Regions from separate parts of the Mus musculus genome. Here all the other regions are linked to region 1. Evidence: chromatin contacts called from public promoter capture Hi-C data. All regions are on one chromosome and are shown on one strand. Each heading gives the region's core, a stretch centred on a gene start, on an enhancer-like site or on the middle of the called end of the contact. The rest is flanking DNA. Distances are from core to core; before and after follow the strand shown.

What was found. Promoter capture Hi-C pulls out the DNA fragments that hold promoters and counts their contacts.
Region 2: a promoter capture Hi-C map of liver shows a contact between it and region 1, with 6 times the contacts expected there. The contact joins the promoter of Kdm5b here to the promoter of F730311O21Rik in region 1. A contact is called at or near these places in 3 of 39 promoter capture datasets (liver and pre-B cells).
Region 3: a contact with region 1 is called in a promoter capture Hi-C map of pre-B cells, with 6 times the contacts expected there. The contact joins the promoter of Cyb5r1 here to the promoter of F730311O21Rik in region 1. A contact is called at or near these places in 2 of 39 promoter capture datasets (liver and pre-B cells).

Annotation. Positions count from the first base shown.
Region 1 is chr1:132,340,335-132,343,332 of GRCm38.p6, forward strand. F730311O21Rik (a long non-coding RNA gene) reads left to right here and starts at 1,596. Exons shown (of 4, transcript XR_878527.2): 1 at 1,596-1,733; 2 at 1,977-2,067.
Region 2 is chr1:134,558,751-134,561,748 of GRCm38.p6, forward strand. It overlaps Kdm5b (lysine (K)-specific demethylase 5B), which reads left to right and starts at 1,428. Exons shown (of 27, transcript NM_152895.2): 1 at 1,428-1,792. The coding sequence starts at 1,589. It also overlaps a transcript of Mgat4e not described here.
Region 3 is chr1:134,404,210-134,407,207 of GRCm38.p6, forward strand. Cyb5r1 (cytochrome b5 reductase 1) reads left to right here and starts at 1,572. Exons shown (of 9, transcript NM_028057.3): 1 at 1,572-1,844; 2 at 2,104-2,253; 3 at 2,390-2,462; 4 at 2,837-2,943. The coding sequence starts at 1,830.

The DNA.
Region 1 (2,998 bases), core at 346-2,845:
TGTAAGTTCAAATCCAGCCTGGTCTATGGAGCGAGCTCTAGTACAGCTAGAGCTACTCCGAGAAACCCTGTTTTGAAAAATCAGAAGAAAAAAATTTAAAATGGAGCCTGACATGATGGTACATGCTTATATTCCTAGTATTTGAGAGGAACAGGCAAGATCACAAGTTTGAGGCTACCTTGGCCTACAGAGTGAGAGCCTGTTTATAAAAAAAAGAATATATAAAAAAGAAAGAGAATATTCACATGATTATGCTGAGTATGGGACTGGAGAGATGCTGCAGCCATTAAGAGCGCTTGTTCTTACATCAGACACAGGTTCAGTTCCCAGCACCTACGTGGTGGCTCACAACTGTCTCTAACTCCAGTTCCAGGCAATCTGACACCCTTTCCTGGCCTCCAAGGGCACCAGGCACTCACATGGTGCATACACTCTCTCTCTCTCTCTCTCTCTCTCTCTCTCTCTCTCTCTCACACACACACACACACATACACACACACACACACACACACACACTCACACACACACACACACACACACACACACACACACGCATTCACGCACGAGAGAGAGAGAGAGAGAGAGAGAGAGAGAGAGAGAGAGAGAGAGAGAACATGCATGGATATTCATGTGGGTAGGTGGATGTCCATGCCCATGTTTAAGTATGTGGAGACCTGAAGATTGGAGTTTTGACTATTGCTCTCTTCCCTATTCCCTTAAGACAGGGTTCTCACTGAACCTGAAGTTAGGCCGGCAGCCAGCAAGCCCCAATGATTCTCCATCTGCCTCCCACAGTCCGGGTGTTATAGGGTCACAAAGGCACACCCAGCTCTTTACGTGAGTGCTTGGCATTTGAACGCAAACCCTCATGCTTGGAAAGCAAGCAGTCTTGCTGTCTGAGCTGTTTCCCCAGGACCCTAAGTCTATGCTAAGTATGTGCGCTTCCACCAAGCTACACTACCAAGCTACACCTTTAAGTCCAAATGACTTTTGTTCTGATATAGAAGGGGAGATGTTTAACTAGAATTTTTACCCAGTGTCTCCCTCAAACTCAAAACTGAGTAAGTGTCCTGTATTTTCGTTTTCCCAATCTGGAAATCCTAACATCAGGAAGATTGAGGTTAGACAATAGGAAGATCTTGGGCTATTGCCTTGGGCTACTGACCCACAGGATGAGAGAATCTCCCATTCTGGACAGCTTTAAAAAGGTGAGTGTGGCAAACTGGAAGATGGTAGCACACACCTTTGATGCCAGCACTCAGGAGGCAGAGCCAGGTGGATCTCTGTGAGTTTGAGGCCAGCCTGGTCTACAGAGCAAGTTCCAGGACAGGCAGGGCTACACAGAGAAACCCTGTCTTGAAGCACAAAACAAAACAACAAACCAAACCAAACGAAGACAAAACTGAGTGTTCCCAGGACCTAGTGGGAAGCCTTTAGACATTTAGGGCTATCTTTACAGCCAAGAGACTCATCTTCTGTAGCTGAGCTCAGGAGGATTCACATAAAACACAGGAAGTGGTGGAAAGTGAACGAGATTATCAGTGGAGTTCCTGCCAAAATGAGGAAGTGACACTGGGTGGAGGCAGGGGACGCCTGAAGTCCCCAGAGAGGATGTCAGAGCAGGAGGTGCTGAGATCATCTGGCTACCCCACCCCCCTCACTTTGGGCCAAGGGGGGTGGCTGAGGGTGTGGAGCTGTGGGGTGAATCTGGAGGGTTGGGTGAGCCTCAGCAAGTAAGTATAGCCGGGGCAGCAGGAGTTCAGGCCTTGGGAGAAAAATCTTAAGATATGTATTTGGGGGTAGAAATGACCCCCCAAAGGGAAAGAAAGGTGGCCTCAGGATACTCAGCAGAGCAGGGGCTGATGTGAGTCTCTAGGGTCACCATAGGGAGCTCTGGGGCTCTCAGTCTGGTAAGAGAGACAGGTGTGCCCTAGAAATCAGGTCGTCAAGCATGCTTTGTTTTCTTCCTCCTTTAGTGCATACTGGGTGTGGTGCTGAACCCCGGGAGTCCTGAACTAAACAGAATATACACTGCCCTTCAAAGCCTGGAGGTCCAGGGGAGGAGAGGTAAGTAAGTCCTTGTGAAATTGTAACTTTTATAAGGTGAAGGACTTCTTGTTTCTCTTTTTCTTTCTTTTTGGTAGATAGGCTTATAGCTTGTGCTGGCTTTGACCTTGACCTTATTCTGTAACTGAGAATGACCTTGAATTCTCGATCCTCCCCAGCTCCCCCTCACAGGCGGGCATTCCCCCATCATGCCAGGTTTCTATAGAGCTAAGGACCAAATCTAGACCTTTGTTTTGGGTCACTGACTCCCTTCCTTGGTGAGAGTTCAGATGTCATTCCTGTAGTGCCCCTCCACGAAACTCCATCTTTAGACCCTACTGGGTGCTGTCTGCTACCCTACTGGGTGCAGATCTTTGGATAGGTAAACACTCTAACAACTGGATAACAGCCACAGCCTGGGCTGGACTTGAATTTGCCACCATCCCCACACCTCTGCCACCAGAGTGCTGTACCAACAGCCTAGGCCAGCCTGCACAGGAGTCAAAGGTCACCACCTGACCCCAATGTACCTCTCCAGCTGCTGCCTCTGTCCCCCACACTGCTTGCTTGCTCTGTGGAGTAAAGTAAAATTAACTGGCTAAACTGGGTGTGGTGGAGCTCACCTTCAATCCCAGTCCTTGGGAGGCAGAGGCAAGCAGATCTCTATGAATCCAAGACCAACCTGGTCTACAGATTGAGTTCCAGGACAACCAAGGCTATACAGAGAAACTGTGTCTCAAAAATAAATAAATAAATAAATAAATAAATAAATAAATAAATAAATAAATAAATAAAACAAATTAGCTGGCTTGGAGAATGACTTAAAATAAGAATAACTTAATAGCTTTCTTATTGTTGGGTTGTTTTTGTAGCCTTGTCTGTGCTGGGACTCACTCTGTAGATCAGTCTGGCCTCAAACTCACAGAGATCCACCTGTCTCTACCTCCCAAGT
Region 2 (2,998 bases), core at 178-2,677, 2.2 Mb after region 1:
TAAAGGTGTGCGCCACCACATCTAACTTCTAACTCTTTCCATTTTTAAGCTGAAGAACCATGGTCTCTGTGTGATAGGATATATCTGTAATCCCAGCGTTTAAGAGGTAGAGGCAGGAGGATGATCAGGAGATCAGAGTCATCTTTGGCTATGTAGAGAGTTCCAGGCCAGCCTAGGTCACATTAGTCCTATTAAAATCTAAACCCAGAGGCTGAGTGATGGTCTATTCTGAAGGGAGGGCTGTGGAGCCACTGATCCTTCCTTATACAGTGGCAGGCAGTCTTTCCACGAGTTTGGTTGCTTTCTAGATTAAAGAAATCGCCGGGCGGTGGTGGCACACGCCTTTAATCCCAGCACTTGGGAGGCAGAGGCAGGTGGATCTCTGAGTTCGAGGCCAGCCTGGTCTACAAAGTGAGTTCCAGGACAGCCAAGACTATACAGAGAAACCCTGTCTCGAAAAAACAAAACAAAAAAAAAAAAAAAGAAATTATGTTTGTGTTCAAGTTCTACTTATGACCTGACTTTTTCTGGGGCCATCCCCCATCTTTGGATTTCATGGTTACTTAACCTCTCAGCTCTTCCATTGCTTCCTCTGAAACACTCTGATCTCTTTCTTTCCTTCAGACCTGTTGTACCTTTTAGCCTGTTGAAAATCTTTGTAGCAGAGACATCTCAGGCTCAGCCTGTTCAGGGGTGAATACATCTTCCCTAGAACATGCTCATGGATGCTTGTCCCAGGGATGCCATCTGTCAGACCCTTAGTACGCTATTCTTCTGGTCCCGTCCTAGTCTAACTTTTATTTCCTACAATTTCACTTTAACCTATAGCGCTGCTGAATTTATTTAGGCCCCATCATTCCTTGATTGGATTATTTCAAGATGCTTTTGCTCAAGTCCAACCTTGTATATGTGTAGATTTCTGTGCAACAACCCTACTTTCCAGTAAATAGACTGAACTGTTGGATTTGGTCAAATGCTTAATCCCCTCACAGACTAAACAATCCCGAAAAGCACTTGCACTTTACACAGTGTCTAGGATAAGCAAGTGCTCGAAGAGTTATTGCTCTCCTCATTACTCTATGTGTCTGTCCTTGCTGCTCCTTGTGTTCAAGGTGTTTTCTCTACCTGGAGAATCCTCCAATTTCAGTACTCTGCTTCTCGGGTTTTACTAAGCAAATCTTTCGTGCCAAAATATATGACGTGATTGATGGATTGTAACTCTGTTCTCCCTACTAGACTGTTAACTTCTTGAGAGGAAGAATTCTGAAACTTCAGAGGTTAACTGAAGCATTAAGGATAAACATCCCAGGCGGAAGGCCCCTGCCCCTCCCGGCTAGGGGGCGGGGCGAGACCTGGCTCGGGGTGGCAGCAGGGACTTTTTTCCTCGCCGTGGCGGCGGAGGAGCACTGCGTGGGGTAGCGGCAAGACGTCGTCGGAGGAAGGCTGAAAAAGCCCTAGGTGTTGCCGTTGCTAGTAGAAGTCGGACCTGTCGCCCGAGCTGTGCGTCTGCACGGGTTTCGGACGGAGCGGAGCTCGCTGCCGCGGTTGCGGAGCCTGCCCTGTGCTCGCCCCTGCCCAGGTCGCGGTGATGGAGCCGGCCACCACGCTGCCCCCAGGCCCGCGCCCGGCGCTGCCCCTCGGGGGCCCGGGCCCGCTGGGAGAGTTCCTGCCTCCCCCCGAGTGTCCGGTCTTCGAGCCGAGCTGGGAAGAGTTCGCGGACCCCTTCGCTTTCATCCACAAGATCCGGCCCATAGCCGAGCAGACTGGGATCTGTAAGGTGCGGCCGCCGCCGGTGAGTCAGCCAGCACCCCGGATCCTGCTCGCGGCTGGGGGAGGGAGCGAGGACGCGCGGCCCGGGAGGCCGGAGGCGCGGGGGCGGGGAGCGGTCGTCCCGCGGGCCCGGTCAAGTTTGGGGTGGCTCCGAGGGTCGGAGATGCGGCGGTGGGAGGAAGGCGCGGGGGCCCCCGTCCCGGGTGGGATGTGGGCCGTGAGGACCGCGGGCTCCGGCGGGGCGGCCGGAGGGGGCTAGGTCGGTGCGGCTCCGGGGGCTGGTGCGCTGCACCGCCCGGCAGCGGTGCGGGCTGGAGTGGTTGGCAGCCGCCGGGGTGGTCGCTGGGGAGTCCTCCCGAGCCCGGCTGAGACGCGGGCGCGGAGGCAGGGCTCTGGGCCCGCACGGCTCCGTGGCTGGTCCTCGCCTCCTTCTCGGGGTGCGGGGGTGTGTGATGGGTGGGGGTGGGGGACTTGCGAGTTGTCGTGTGAGGAGGAAAGTTTTCAATATGGCGGCGGGAGCCCCTGGTCCTTTGTGTGGTGGCGGCGTCGGCCCGAAGCTGCCCTCACCTGAGCGCCCCACCCTCCGGACCCGGGTCCCCCACCACCACCTGGTCCCTCGGCCTCTGGGAGTCCCCAGGGCGAGCTGGGCCAGGGGGCGGCCGGCGCTACTGGGGGAGGGGAGGAGCCGCTGGGCCGGTCTGGAGCGGCTGGTTGAGTGGTGGTGGGGGTGCAAGGGTCGGGGTGGGGGGACGACACTTTGAGGATGGTGGGGGCAGGCCAAGCGGCGGGGGCCCTGATGCTCGCAGGTCCTGGCGGACGCTCCCACACGGACTTGGGGCCGGACTGCTTTGCTCCCGGCGCGGGGGGGGGGGGGAGGCCTGGCTGGGGCTGAGGTGGAGAGGCTGTGCTTGTAGGGGAGATGTCAGACGAGCTCTTGGAGATTTCATCCTGGTCCCTAGCTTTCCCTACTCGGCCTTCCCGGCGGGGGCTCTAGCGCCTCGAGCTTGGGGGGCTCTGAGGGGTGGGGTGTCCCCAAGACGGCCCTAACGGCTGCAACGTCCGCGGAGAGCCCGGCCCACTCCTTCCCCGTCCCCGTCCCCCTCCCCGTACCCCCTCCCCCCGCAGCCGGAACTGGATGCGCTGCGACACCCCAGGTTTTTCGCCTACCTTTTGGGATGACCTGAGTCTGAGTTGGCCTAAACGACCGTTGGACCGGCCGGGTCGGTTG
Region 3 (2,998 bases), core at 322-2,821, 2.1 Mb after region 1:
TTTGATAGACAGGCTTAGCCCCTTAGCTGACCTCTGGCTTTTCACCCTTGCTGTTACTGCAAGGTGTCCTTAGCTCAATAGGCTGTGGAAAAAACAGGGATGAGGAGGAACGACTTCCAGCTCCTATTTTACCCACAAATCGTGGTGTTATTAACGACATAATTCTTGCTTAGGCTTTGCTAATTCTGAGGTTGATAATTCTCCTTTAGGAGCTGCACAGCACTCAGAACTGTGCATACTGGTTTGTGATTGTACAAATTCAGTATGGGCACCGCTTGGTGCAGAGATACTTACTGCAAGGGAAGGTCCGGCTTGACCATTTCTGAGTTTCCTGTGAGATAAACCCGGTTTGAAAGAGGTTGGTACCAAATTTTGGTTAAAAATAAAAAATATTCTCCGGCTCTACCTCGCCTCCCCAAAAGGTACCAAGAGCCACATGTGTGGGTTTTACCCACGGGAGGAATCGGGTCCATGTCCACCCAAGCCAAGGTTAAAAGCCCACTCATCTACGGATGAGAAAATCATTTGATCACCTCAGTTAAGCGTTGCCTTATTTAACTTAATTAATAGGGGGGAGAGAGATTGGAGACGTACTATTGAAAGGGCAAGCCCTTCACTGCCTCCCACCCAAATAAAAAGGCCAATTGGCCTTGTACTACAAGAGCCGGTCACTCCTTCTCCCTGTTTCCCACCTATCATCCAAAAAAGCGGAGAAATATCAACTTAGTGTTATTATAGTGTATTTCACATTTGTTCAGTCAAACTTAGCCAAAGTTCCAACGCCCTACTTAAAATTCAACTAGAAAGTTACCTACCAAGTACTAATTAGCATTATAAAGTCAGAGCCTACAGCTCCAGGCTTTTCAGTTAGTTGTTCACTAAGATAAGAAAGGACAGTCTTAAGCCAGATACAGTTTACCATAAGAAAGGTTATAGAATCCCAGTGAAGCAAGTTTTTTTTTAGCCCTAGATTCCAGGCAGAACTATTGAGCATAGATAATTTTCCCCCCTCAGGCCAGCTTTTTCTTTTTTTTTTAATTTTGTTAATAAAAGGGAGGAGATGTAGTCTCCCCTCCCCCAGCCTGAAACCTGCTTGCTCGGGGTGGAGCTTCCTGCTCATTCGTTCTACCACGCCCACTGCTGGAACCTGAGGAGCCACACACGTGCACCTTTCTACTGGACCCGAGATTATTCGGCGGGAATCGGGTCCCCTCCCCCTTCCTTCATAACTAGTGTCGCAACAATAAAATTTGAGCCTTGATCAGAGTAACTGTCTTGGCTACATTCTTTTCTCTCGCCACCTAGCCCCTCTTCTCTTCCAGGTTTCCAAAATGCCTTTCCAGGCTAGAACCCAGGTTGTGGTCTGCTGGCCGGACACAACAGCTAGGCATTTCAATTGTCTGGCAAAGTAGCCTGTTTGGGGAAGAAAAAAAAAAAAAAAACAAGAACTTTCATCTGAAAGCTTCCTGTTCTATTTTAAGCCTGTGCGTGGCTCAACATTCCACTCTCCGTGAGACTCTCAGACCGGCGAGATTTCTCATCATGCTAATTAGCCTGGCTCCATGTCAGACAAAACTGTCATCCTTTGGGGTAGGTCTAAGTTGCAGAGAGAAGAAAGCTCTCAAAAGGAGGGCCTGAGACGGCCAAGATACCCACGCCCTTGGACCACCTACTCCGCACGGAAGAGGGGGGGGCATAGTCCCCGCTAGTCCTGCCTCAGTCAGGCCCTCCTCCATAGACCACGCCCCGGAGAGCTCCGCCTCCGGGCCCGCCCCGCGGCGCATTGTGGGATCTTTCCGCCCCACCGGAGCGGGACGCACCTCTAGGTCATGGGGATCCAGCCGGTAAGACCCTCGTTCTGTGCCCTGAGCCCGGGGTCACCGCCTCAGCTGGTTCTGGGCAGTCTGCCCCGCGGGGCTGTGCCATACCCACCTTGGATGCTGGAGTCTCGCTGCACGAGCTGCGGGCTGAGTTCACTGCTCCGCTTGCTTCTGAGGTTTTGGCATGCTTTCTCGCTGGAGCTCAGGATCGCTACTCCTGGTCCTCCACCCACACCCTGGCACTTCCTCAGCGTGGCGATCACGCTTCCTCCTCTATCCACAGAGCCCGGTCTTGCTAGCCTCTCTGGGGGTGGGGCTGCTTACTCTGCTCGGCCTGGCTCTGGGTACCTACTTGGTTCGAAGATCCCGCCGGCCGCAGGTTACTCTCCAGGACCCGGATGAGAAGTACCTGCTGCGATTGCTAGACAAGACGGTAAGTTGTGAAGAAGTGGGCTAGGGCAGAGAGTGGATACTTAGTTTGAGGGATAGCATCGAGAGTGGTTGGATTGCTCCAAAAGACTTGGCAGGCCAGACCTGCCTGATGAAACATCTTGTCATCTATCCTCTAGACAGTGAGCCACAACACCAGGAGGTTCCGCTTTGCCTTGCCCACCGCCCACCACATTCTGGGGCTGCCTGTGGGTAAGAAAAAAGGGAGTGGGCTTCTCTACTTGGCATCGTATGAGGGCGAGTCACTTCTTAGGTGGTTTTCCTGCTAAGAAAAACCATTGCCCTTCTGTCAATCCTTCAGCCCATGAGGGACCACTCTTTTAGGGTGTGGCTTCTGTGCCCCTACGCATCTCTAACCTCCAGGCTTCTCTCTTTCCTTAGGACTTATTATAACCCGCCTCCTATCCCAGAAAACACTAATTTTCCATTATGCAAATCCTCTGCTTACCTGCTGCTGCTAAGGCCCTGGCAGTAGGGAGTTTCAAAGGTGGGAGGAGGCAGGAGATACTGCGGAGGGGTCCTCTCAGTGGGACTGCAGCTTATGTGTCTCTCTCCATGGTTCCCAGGTAAGCACGTCTACCTCTCTGCCCGAATTGATGGCAGTCTGGTCATCAGGCCTTACACCCCTGTCACCAGTGATGAAGACCAAGGCTATGTAGATCTTGTCATCAAGGTAAGTATATAGAAAGGAAATCTCCGAGCTGGGGGGATGGCTGGGTTGTTGAGTA